2 separate regions of the Mus musculus genome follow, and region 2 is linked to region 1. A link is a contact called in public HiChIP or PLAC-seq data. All regions are on one chromosome and are shown on one strand. Each heading gives the region's core, a stretch centred on a gene start, on an enhancer-like site or on the middle of the called end of the contact. The rest is flanking DNA. Distances are from core to core; before and after follow the strand shown.

What was found. HiChIP or PLAC-seq counts read pairs in DNA pulled down with a chosen protein or histone mark.
Region 2: a contact with region 1 is called in an H3K27ac HiChIP or PLAC-seq map of microglia, with 7 times the contacts expected there. The contact joins two enhancer-like sites. A contact is called at or near these places in 1 of 484 Hi-C or Micro-C datasets (bone marrow-derived macrophages), 2 of 115 datasets of contacts at active chromatin or transcription factors (both in microglia) and 1 of 9 other capture datasets (embryonic stem cells).

The regions. Positions count from the first base shown.
Region 1 is chr10:16,995,052-17,000,400 of GRCm38.p6, forward strand. The region is part of intron 1 of Gm20125 (predicted gene, 20125); the gene reads right to left. Among named protein-coding and RNA genes, the nearest start is that of Gm20125, 98 kb to the right of the region's middle. Within about 2 kb of position 1,935, at least 57 of the 459 cell types and tissues checked have an H3K27ac peak or open chromatin away from gene starts, as enhancers often do. A contact at or near this core is called in bone marrow-derived macrophages and microglia, where this site is marked.
Region 2 is chr10:17,666,718-17,671,857 of GRCm38.p6, forward strand. Gm32543 (a long non-coding RNA gene) reads right to left here. Exons shown (of 4, transcript XR_001779719.1): 2 at 1,327-1,414. All of the region lies in intron 2 of Gm32656 (a long non-coding RNA gene), which reads left to right. Among named protein-coding and RNA genes, the nearest start is that of Gm32656, 9.5 kb to the left of the region's middle. Within about 2 kb of position 2,869, at least 32 of the 459 cell types and tissues checked have an H3K27ac peak or open chromatin away from gene starts, as enhancers often do. A contact at or near this core is called in bone marrow-derived macrophages and microglia, where this site is marked.

The DNA.
Region 1 (5,349 bases), core at 685-3,184:
TCTAAATAGACACAACAGTTTAAAATGAAATAAGACCCAGAAAAGGCTCCTAATGTTTTCCCCAGCTTCTGTTTCTAATTTGCCCAAGGGCTGTGTTTAGCATATTCCCAGTGTCACCTACTGAAAGGGGAACTGGAAACAGAAACTGATTTAGGGATTTAGGAACGGAAAATTTACCATTGTATGGGATGATAATTTGATGTGCCTCCAGTGACTGTACACACTAATTGTTTTTATGAATACTATGAATATTCCACACTATACCTGTCTTCTGAGTAAAACAGACACATCTTGATGGTTGAAAACATTTTCCATCTTTCTGCCTCATCTGTTTCTCCCTCCAATGTTGAAATGACCCAGTGTTTAAATGACATTTTTTTTCTTTTTCTTTTTCTTTTTTTTTTTAAGCCCTGAGTTGAAACTCTTTGAAATTCAGAGGAATTTGAAAGAGGTACTTAGGGTGCAATGAGAAATAAGAATCCAACCCAGGCCATTTAAAACTCATGTTTATCTAGCATTCATCATTTTCTCCTCTAACATATGAATATAGTTTCCAAAACCACAAACCTCACAAGTGTTTAGATCCCAGACTTGTAAACAGGTTTGATTTCCTCTTACTGAGCGTCTTCCTTCCTTGTTCCTTATTGCATTCAGCTGGCTCTAATTCCTTTCCATGTACTTAAAGAAATGAAATATTTCATCTGAATTAAGAGCAATCATGTATTTGAGAAGATCAATCCAGAAAGAACAGAAAAGTGAATTGTTTTCAATGAAGCTGTTTACAGTGACTGAGCAGCTAGGGGTTAGATGAATAAATAAAAAGACCAGTAATTTCATTGAATTATATTGTTCAATTTCAATTGTGTCTCTTAATGTAAACAGCTCAGTGATTGATGCATTATCGAATATTCGTGGAGTGTGTGTGTAATGAATATGTTTATGAATGACCCAGTGAGAGAAAATCAATCTTAGAAAGATTTCTCTGTTGAATTGTAGTTTAGATGATTGCAAATCAAAGTTTAAAATGTCTGGATTACAACATTGAGTACTTCAAACTTTCAGAGGGAAAATAAAGGACCTGAAAGGCAACATAATAAAGTGACATGTAGTAAAGAAAACAGACAGTGTTTTCTAACGTACTTTTTTAGTATTTAAAGTCTTATGTCAAAGTAATAATAAAACTAGGAGCCAGTAGACAGGAATGGTGGCACACACTGGCAGGATCTCTAGTTCAAGACCATCCTCGACCATTCGTGTTAGGAGCCTATCTGAAAAACAATAATGATTTTGTTATTGCTTAAGAAAAGTAAGTCCATTTATTATTTCTGTCACTAATGTGGAGGAAAAGCTGACAGAAACTGTTTAAGGAAGACAGGGTTTGTTCTGGGTTAGAGTTTGAAGGTAAACAGTCCTTTGTGGAAAGACAGGTATGCCAGCAGAAGAGTGCTTCTGCTAGTCATATTACACCCACAGTCACAAATCAGACAGAAGCAAGAGCAGAGGAGAAGAGAAGCTGGGACCAGCTCTGATTTTCCCTTACTCAGACTGAGACACCTGTGCATGTTATGATGTCACCCACATTTACAGTGGGTCTTCCCACTTGAATTAACCCAGTAAAGAACATCCCTTACACACATACCCAAAATTTGGCCTTCTAAGTAACTCTAGATCTTGTCAAATTTGCCAATTCATATTAACCACAACTATTACCCAAGCATCCTAAAATCATAATAATGTATGCCAGCCGTTGAAAGCAATCATGCTTTTCTTTTAGAATTATGGAATTATGAAGTACCTGCCAGGAAAATCCACTTTTTATTCTAGCCAATGGATCAACCATCTGTGAAAATACTACTTCCTGTGAGCTACTCACTGAACCACATCCCCTGAGTGCCATGCTTGTCCAAGTGTCTGAAGTGATTGACAAAGCAAAGCATTAACATCTTTTGGGGAGTACCCAGTTGCGAAATGTCTCACTTCCCCCTTTCATCCTGACTCCTCTAGTTCTGTAAATGTGCTTAAATTACACTCAGCTTAAAACTCAAGCCTTTTCCATTTCCTGTCTCTGTCAATCTACTACCAACACTTCACATTTTCTTTTGTTCCACGGTAGGCAAAGTGCTTTATTTACTTATTTTTATTCATGTGATATCTGGGGAAATGATGGCAGAGAGATTTCCCAACCACAGACCAGACTGGATCCGCAACCAGGAGAATGAGCTTCACGGGGGGAACTTGTTACATACAACAGTTTACACACAGACCCAGGTTAACCTAATCAGACCTTGCATTTTAACAAGATACCTCAGTGAACAGTACATGCGAGTTTATTAAGCATTGACCAAGGAAAAGTAATAGATTTGCTTATGATATCTAAACCTGTGAGGAAAAGAGCCCAAAACGAACAACAATGAAAAGATATCCCAGCTCTATGTTCCTGAGCCCAAATATGGCATTACTATAAATGTGACTTTTGGGAACAACAACAACAAAATCACATGGCAAACTTTTGGAGCTAACCTCAGATAACTAAAAAAACAACAAACAAATACAATATCTGCAGGTGAATCCAATAGATCAGGGTGTGTTTGTGGGGGGAGGGGTAATTGGTAAGCAAGTCTCAGTTTGAGAAGATTGTTCATGTAGTACACATGAGCTAAGTTCAAGTGAGTACCACCCATCTCACATCATTCCTTCCTTTCTATGCCCTTCATCTCCTGCTATAACTAACTCACTGTTCCCTCTGAGTATAAGTCAGTGGCCACTTTATCCTCCTTTAACTAACTGACGTAATTATCTCTCTCTGTCTCCCTTTCCCTCTCCCTCTCTTCCTCCCTCCTTTCTTCCTCCCTTTCCCTTTCTCCTCTTCCCTTCCACTTCTTCTCCCACTTCTTCTCTCTCTCTCTCTCTCTTTTACCTGTATTGCTTACTCTATATTCATTCTTCATCCAACAACTCTTTCAAAGTTTCAGATAATGACTTCATTGGAGTACTTCAATGGATGTACCACAGCCTCTTAAATTATTCTTACATGCCCTTAATAGATCCCAGTATATCTTCAAACTCCTGCCCCATCTTCTACACGTGTGTTATGTTAAACATCACAAGGAATGATCTGAGAAAACCCATCAAAGAAAGCAGAGGTGTCTCTAGGTAAGTTTCTGTCTCTAGCAACAAGATCAAAACGAGAGTGTTATTCAAGATCTCTTTACAGCAAACATTCAATAGGTTCCTTCTGCCCTAAGCCGGAAACCTAGAAAGGGGTTAGTAAATGAACATGTCATGGAATTGGGCTGAGGATGCATCCCTACTTTAAACTTTCTTGCTGTGATTCTAATTGAAATTATCAGTGTGGTATTATGGAAAGTTGGTTTTTAATAGCTTTAGCCAGAGACCATTCTTTTGATCTGTAACCAACACTGGTTTTATTTTATTTTATTTTATTTTATTTTACTATTTTGTTTTACCCATCCTCAAAGTAATACTCATGAGAAATCATTGTATAACGTCCTGATTTTCACAATACAATGTCTTATAAAGCAGCACCCTACCGCACTAGTTCTGGGCCCTTGATTCCTTATAATTTCTGAGACGCTGCTGCTCCTGCATCACTCATCACTCTTCCATAACAAAGCATCATGCGACTCCAGCCTCCATCATAGTTCTCTCTGTCCCACAAATGACATCTTATGTACAATCAAATATGGGTTCCTCCTTGTAATAATCTCTACTTACACCCTGTATACTGTCTCTATTAACTAGACAAATATTTTACTTCATATGTTGTGGTAGGCATGTATGAAGAAGCGCTAAGTTACAATCACTTATCTTAAAGTAAAAGCCTGGACACAATCAATGAAGCCATTCAAAGGGAAGAAACTGATACTGGTATACAGCTTTGACAACATGTAAACCCATGGTTGTCTTGACAATAACAGACAAAGTAAAGGGCAGCAATATTGTATAGCATGGAAGTGTTGCTAGGGAAAAAGAAACCTAAGGAGTGTGTGTCCCAGTCTCGCTTACTTCATCTATAAACAAAAGTGATGATAGTAACAAGAACAGGATTGCCGCACACCAGTCAAAATGAGATCTAATGCTGCTTTATAAAAAGAAAAGTACCACATTATTCTCATAAATTGGTTCTACACATCGAGATCCTGAAAATTGTTCCAAAAGATTAACTTCTCGTTGAAGTGTAATTCCTCACAAATAAGTTCTGCAAATCTTTTTTACTATTTAACAGCTTTGTGAGTTTTTTAGATAGTAGGAGGAAAATCAATAATGACAAAGCTAATGCATGTTTTCCTACATTCAAAACCTTATGATGAAATATTAAGATGAGATATGCAGATCTTTAAGTATACGAGTTTCAAATGTGTTTTTTTTTTTCAAATGTGTTCTTAAACTTTTTAGAGTTGCTATATTAAGTTCAAAGCAGTAAGGGGAGATCATAAAATATGCAAAGCCCTACAACACACACAGTTACTAAGTGCATACTTAAGTAAGGGTCAGCCCTCAACAAATGCACATGTATTCTATTAAGAAAAACACATTACAAGTGATTTTGTTGCATCTCAGTGTTATAAAGGAAAGAGAATTGCCATCAGACTTGTGAAACAAAATAAAAGATGTTCCTTGTTTTATGAATCGAAAAGATTTTGCATAATTACATGTTGCTTTTTTAGTTGAGAAATACACCAACATGCAAAATTTATCAGAAACAGTAGCAAGTTAGTCAGTTCTGCTTGGCACAGACTCTGCAATAGAAGCTATAAAGAAACATACTAGAAGGGAGATTTGATTCTACATATTTATAAAATATTTCAAATATGTGCTTATTTTTCATATTGCTATGCACACTTTGATCACATGTGCTTAGCTTTTCTTCTAAAATAGATGCTGTCTTTAGCTTATTTTACAAGGTGAAAGAAAACAGGTCCTAATGTCTCTCAGGGTTCTGAGAAAACACAAGATGTTTCTGTCTTATTTTACAACTTCACTTGAGGGTATCATGGTGCTTTTTAAAACTCATATTCAGATTTTGATGAAGTCAATAGCATTGTGCTGTGTGTACTTCCTAAGACCACTGACAAATAAACCTGCCACTCTCTCCTTTAAAATATCTCAAAATAAGCAAACGAATAATATCTGAGGAATTGGGGGGAGGGGAACAGCTCTGAAAAAGACAAGCGGCAATCACAGTCACATCCACCACTGTGGATGATTAGTCTAAAATGTATAATGTTTATGAACGAGAAACATATTTTTGCAAGTGATCAAATTCAAATATTCTAGAGACTTGATATGACAAACATTTGTGCCTCTGTCTGCCAGGGGGCAAATATA
Region 2 (5,140 bases), core at 1,619-4,118, 670 kb after region 1:
ATCATCTCCACCCTACCAGTTTCAGTAAAGCAGACTAAATTGTGCCTGTCCTGATTCTAAACCAGCTAGGCAGACGGTTGGCTTGCTGGGAATCACATGCTTCCCAAACTACGCAAATTAGCCTCTAATGTAAAAAAATTATATGTGCCTTATAATGATTGCTAGTAGGCATTTAAAAATATCAACAGCAGCCATGTTGAAATGTTTATAAAACCCTAGTCAATTCGCTTGACTTCTCAGCCATCCCTCCATAATGAACTACTTGGTATTAAACGTCTGTGTTTTAAGTGGTAACAGTTCTTCAAATCCAGTGAAGACAGCAGTCATTTCAATCTCACTCGCCTTCAAGCTTTTAAAGTTTATCTAATTTTTATTAATGGTCATGATAGTATGTAAAATTATGCTCATCAATACAAAATAAATCATTTTAGCTCATGACTACTTTATAAATGGTGTAAAATATGAGTAGCCATTTTGTAGTATTTTCTCCTCTGACTTGCTAGGAAGTAAAAATTCTATGTTGAGAAAATTATGTCTGGTTGTTGAGAATTTTCTCTAATCTCATAATTCTTTTCCAAAGATCCCTACTTCTCCTATTAAATGTAGATACCCAGAAGGTGGGGATGGGGGGAAATTAACAATAAAATTGATCATTTACTTTCATTAATTATCGTACAATTATATCTACCACCATTGAGAGCCTGATAAAAATGTTCTGTGGGCTGTTTCTGAGTTCCCATTGCTCTTAGGTGGAGGTGCTATTGTGTCAGAACTGTTTCATGTGTAGCATCAAGTGCAGAATAAACAGGCACAGCTTGGATTTCAGACAAGTTTCTTCTGATCCTGGAGTCTGAGCTCACAAACTAGTGACCTTTAACTTGGGGTAGTTACAGGTTGCTCTGGGAATGTTAAAGTTATGAACTTTCTCCTACAACAATGACACACACTTCCACTGCATACAGTTTTGAAGAGTTTCCCACTCACCCTCAGGATCATACAGAGTTTTCTTGGGGTCCATAGGACCCAACTATGGAAATCTAAGTTCAATATTTTCTTATATACCCAAATGTAGGGGCTTTATAATTGATGATTAGAGCTGTGCTATACAGATGAGAATGTTATATGAATGTGGAGAAGAGTGACCAAGATACCAAGCCATCTGCGAGCCAGACCACTGGCCAGAGCCAATGAGTCAGAATATTTTTTCATGTTTCCTGCCCTATGGTGTCTTGTTTATCTATTACATGATAACAAGTGGTTGTTATCACAATATTTCTAGAGAAGAAAGCTGATGAAATGAAAAGCAGGCAGTGTCGTAGGACGTACCTTTCTGTGTAGTGGGTAGTCTGGGCTAGACCACCTTGAGCTCCCAGTGAGTTGCAGCTGTACATCTGCCCAGGAACTATTTCAGATCCTTGGATGAAGGACACGCACACATTAGCTCATTTTTAACCTGTCTTACTGGCTCAGTGGCTGGGCTCTTCTAAGCCTCCTGAAGCTATCGTGCCCTTCCCTTTACTCATAGCTCAAGGACTCTAAATCTCCCCTCGGTGTAGTTGGTCTTGCTGCCCAAGATGCTCTTGGGCTCCCCTTTCATGGGCCTCTTTCCCTTGCCTACATTTTAGAAGATCTCCCCTGTAGCTCTGAGTCTGTTCCGTCTCTCTCCAAGTATCTTGATTCTCTTCTTCCTGCCCTCTCTCTCCTTGACTGTGGAAACCTGGAAGTCCTACCTCTTTCTTTCCAGCCAGCCACTCGCCACTGGCATTTTTATTGATAGATCAAAAATCATTTGAGAGCAAGGACCTTCAGCATAAATAAACACAGATTCGCAATTAAATCAAAGCGTCAGAACCAGTCCTGTACATTTCTGAGCATGGAACTGGATCAGAACGTGGTGCGGACCCAGAGACAGCTCTTCAGAAGCTGTAGTTTGCATTTGCAGTTAAGTAAGCCTTGTCACCTTGTCATCTACTACTCTTCTCCCTTTAACCCAGTCTTTATTCCAGACTACGTTATACCAGAAAATATAAGAGGGGCCTCTGAATATTTACAAACTCAGTGTCTGCTTCTTCATATTTTCAGGTCACCATGACACCTCTGCCTAAACTTCACCTCAGGTTTTCTCTCCAGTGTCTTTTCAGCTACTGTTTCTACCTCTAGCTCAAATGGAATTAGTTGCTCCATTCTCTAAGAATTTCCCCGTTGAAAAACTTGACTACAGCTGAGGTCTTTATGCATGAGGTGAGGCCACAGGTATTTAACTGGCCTCTAGTTTGACTGTGTTTATGAGTGATGTCACCTATAACCACAATCAGGACCTGCTGGTAACAGAGTGAGTGGAAGATTGGTCTGTGTGTTTGAACCTGACCCTGCACTGGACTAGCCTGGAGTCCTTGCTCCATTAGAAGATACAGGCTGGGAAATTTCCTTCAGACAGTTACAGTAAAATACCTACTTTACTCAAACTAGGCTAACTGGCTGAGGGAGACACCCGTACTACTTTATATATTCAAAATCCATTCCACCTAGTGTCAGCTCTTCCATAACATGAGCTAGGGATATTTAGGCAGGGATTAAATGGAATCTTGATTACTGGTTAGAAGCCAGCAGTGGAATGGTAGAAGTTTCTATATCTGAGACCAGCGTGTCATTTAGGATACCTAGGTCAAGTTTCAGAGTATACATATTTCCCGATACATCTCAGCGGTCACTTGCTCAGTCCTTTAGGAAAGAATGTCACACACACACACACACACACACACACACACACACAATGTTAGTTATTCTACATGCTGCTGGGACCAAACGCTCTCAAAGCCAATGCAAGGAAGTAGTTTAAAGAGCACTGTGACACGTGACGCGTGGCATATGGGGAAGTACATTAAACAGAAGACTAAACACCATGCCCATTCATGTTATGGAGACAGAGAGAGTCTGAGAGGAACTGATCGCTAAAAGACCACACAGAACTGAAATGTGCACCCTCCATTTCCAGTCTTCGTCTTCCTGGATCAGTCACGTGCATTCTTTGTTCCCTGGTAGTTACTGAGTGCTGCTTTTCTGTCACAAACAGACAAGCCTGCAGAGTGGTATCTCGTGCTAGAAAGGTTCCATTCCATTGTGTATGTCAGCAAGGTCTCTGTGAGCACTGATAGATGATATCTTGGAAACAATACTGAATTAGACTTCCTGCGTCACTCGGAGGTGTGAGTTAACCGCTGATTCTTTACCTGGGAAATAGATCAATTATACACTCCTCATTTATCCAGCAAAGATTAGCTGAACATATGCTGCGTCTCAGGCTCTGAGTGTAAAATGATGTGCAACAAAGAGCTTTTATACTTGAGCAGAGAGGACAAGATAAGTGTGGGACCCATGGGATTCTGGAGCAAATAAAGGAGAACCACTTAACTGGGTCTACACGTACAGAGGAAGCTAGCCCAGCAGGGAGTGGGGATGGGCAGAAAGTGAGTGAGGGGTTAGACATCTGGAAAGAAGTGGAGCATTGCTGATTCACAGAGGTCAAAGGGAAGACAGAGAGAGATAGGTCTGTGACAGAATGTCACATACTGTGTTAGTCATTCTACATGCTTCTGGGACAAGAGGCCTGACAGAGCCAACCTGAGGAATGAGTGGCTTATTCTGGCTCACAGTTTAAGCTCATGCTGCAGAAGTCATGGTAGCCGAAGCCTGAAGAGAGAAATGATGCTGCTGCTCGACTCACTCTCTCCTTTTCATTCAGTCTGACAGTTAGAGTAGGTTTTCCCACCTCAACTAGCCTAATCTAGAAAACTCCTCACTAACGTGCTCCAGGTTGTTTCCCTGGGGATTCTAGATGGCATTAAGTTGATGAACAATATCAATCCTTACATATCATCCAGTCTACCTGCTGGCAATGAGTAATACACCGGGTTGTTGTTTTAGCACAATTCTTCCAATAGCAGAATAGAGAATGTCCTAGAGGGCTTTGTCCTAGAAGCATGAGGATTGATTCTAAGACTGCTGCCATGGTAGTTGAACCAGTCATAAGTGGACAGTCTAGATACCATAAATAGATTGATGGCAATAATTTGGAGATTGTGTTGTAGTCCAGACATGAGATGTCTCCACAAGAGTTCATGTGTGAAAGACTCAGTCCTCTATACAAGGTTCAGAGCCCAGCTCCTAGGAAATAACTGTTTCATTATGGCAGTTTGAGTATGCTTAGTCCATGGGAAGTGGCACTATTAGGAATGTGGCCTTGTTGGAGGAGGTGTGGCCTTGTTGGAGGAGGTGTGGCCTTGTTGGAGGAGGTGTGGCCTTGTTGGAGGAGGTGTGGCCTTGTTGGAGGAGGTGTGGCCTTGTTGGAAGAGGTGTGGTCATTGTGTGGGTAGGTTTTGATATCCTATATTCAAGCTCTACCCAGTTCAGAACAGAGATTCTTCTCCTGTCTGGCTTAGGATCAAGATGTAGAACTCAAGATGTAGAACTCTTCACAGCAATAAAACCGTAACTAAGGCAGTCGTAAAGGCATGAACATAATTAATGGATTAATACATCAACTGACATAACTGAATGGATTGTTGGGAGATTAGGCTTGACTGGAAGAAATAATATCCTGGGAATGTACCTTGGAAGGGTCTGTCTGGCCTCACCCTTGTTCTCTGTCTCTGACTCTGTGTCTCTCTCCTCCTCTCTCTCTCTGTCTCTCTCTGTCTCTCTCTGTCTCTCTCTGTCTCTCTCTGTCTCTCTCTCTCTCTCTCTCTCTCTCTCTCTCTCTCTCACTCTCTCACTCTCTCCTACCCACTGTGGACCATGAGGTGAGCATCTTCTGTCTACCCCTAGCCATGATCTTTTGTCTCACTACACACAGATCCCAAGACAAAGGAGTCAATTTGTAATGTACTGCAACCTCTGAAACCATGAGCCAAACTAAATCCTGTCTCCTTTCAGTTGTTTTGTGGTGTGTTGTTTCATCGGCAGAAAATGTCTAACACATCTTATAAGCCATGGGAAATGACCGGTGTGTGAGGGGGGCGGGGAGGGTAAGGAACATAGTCATATTGATGGCTGGAGTAGAGCAAGAGAACTCTAAAGAATCTGGCTGGAAAACTTCAATGAGTTTCTGCTGAAACATCCAAGCCTAAGATGCCTGCTGAAC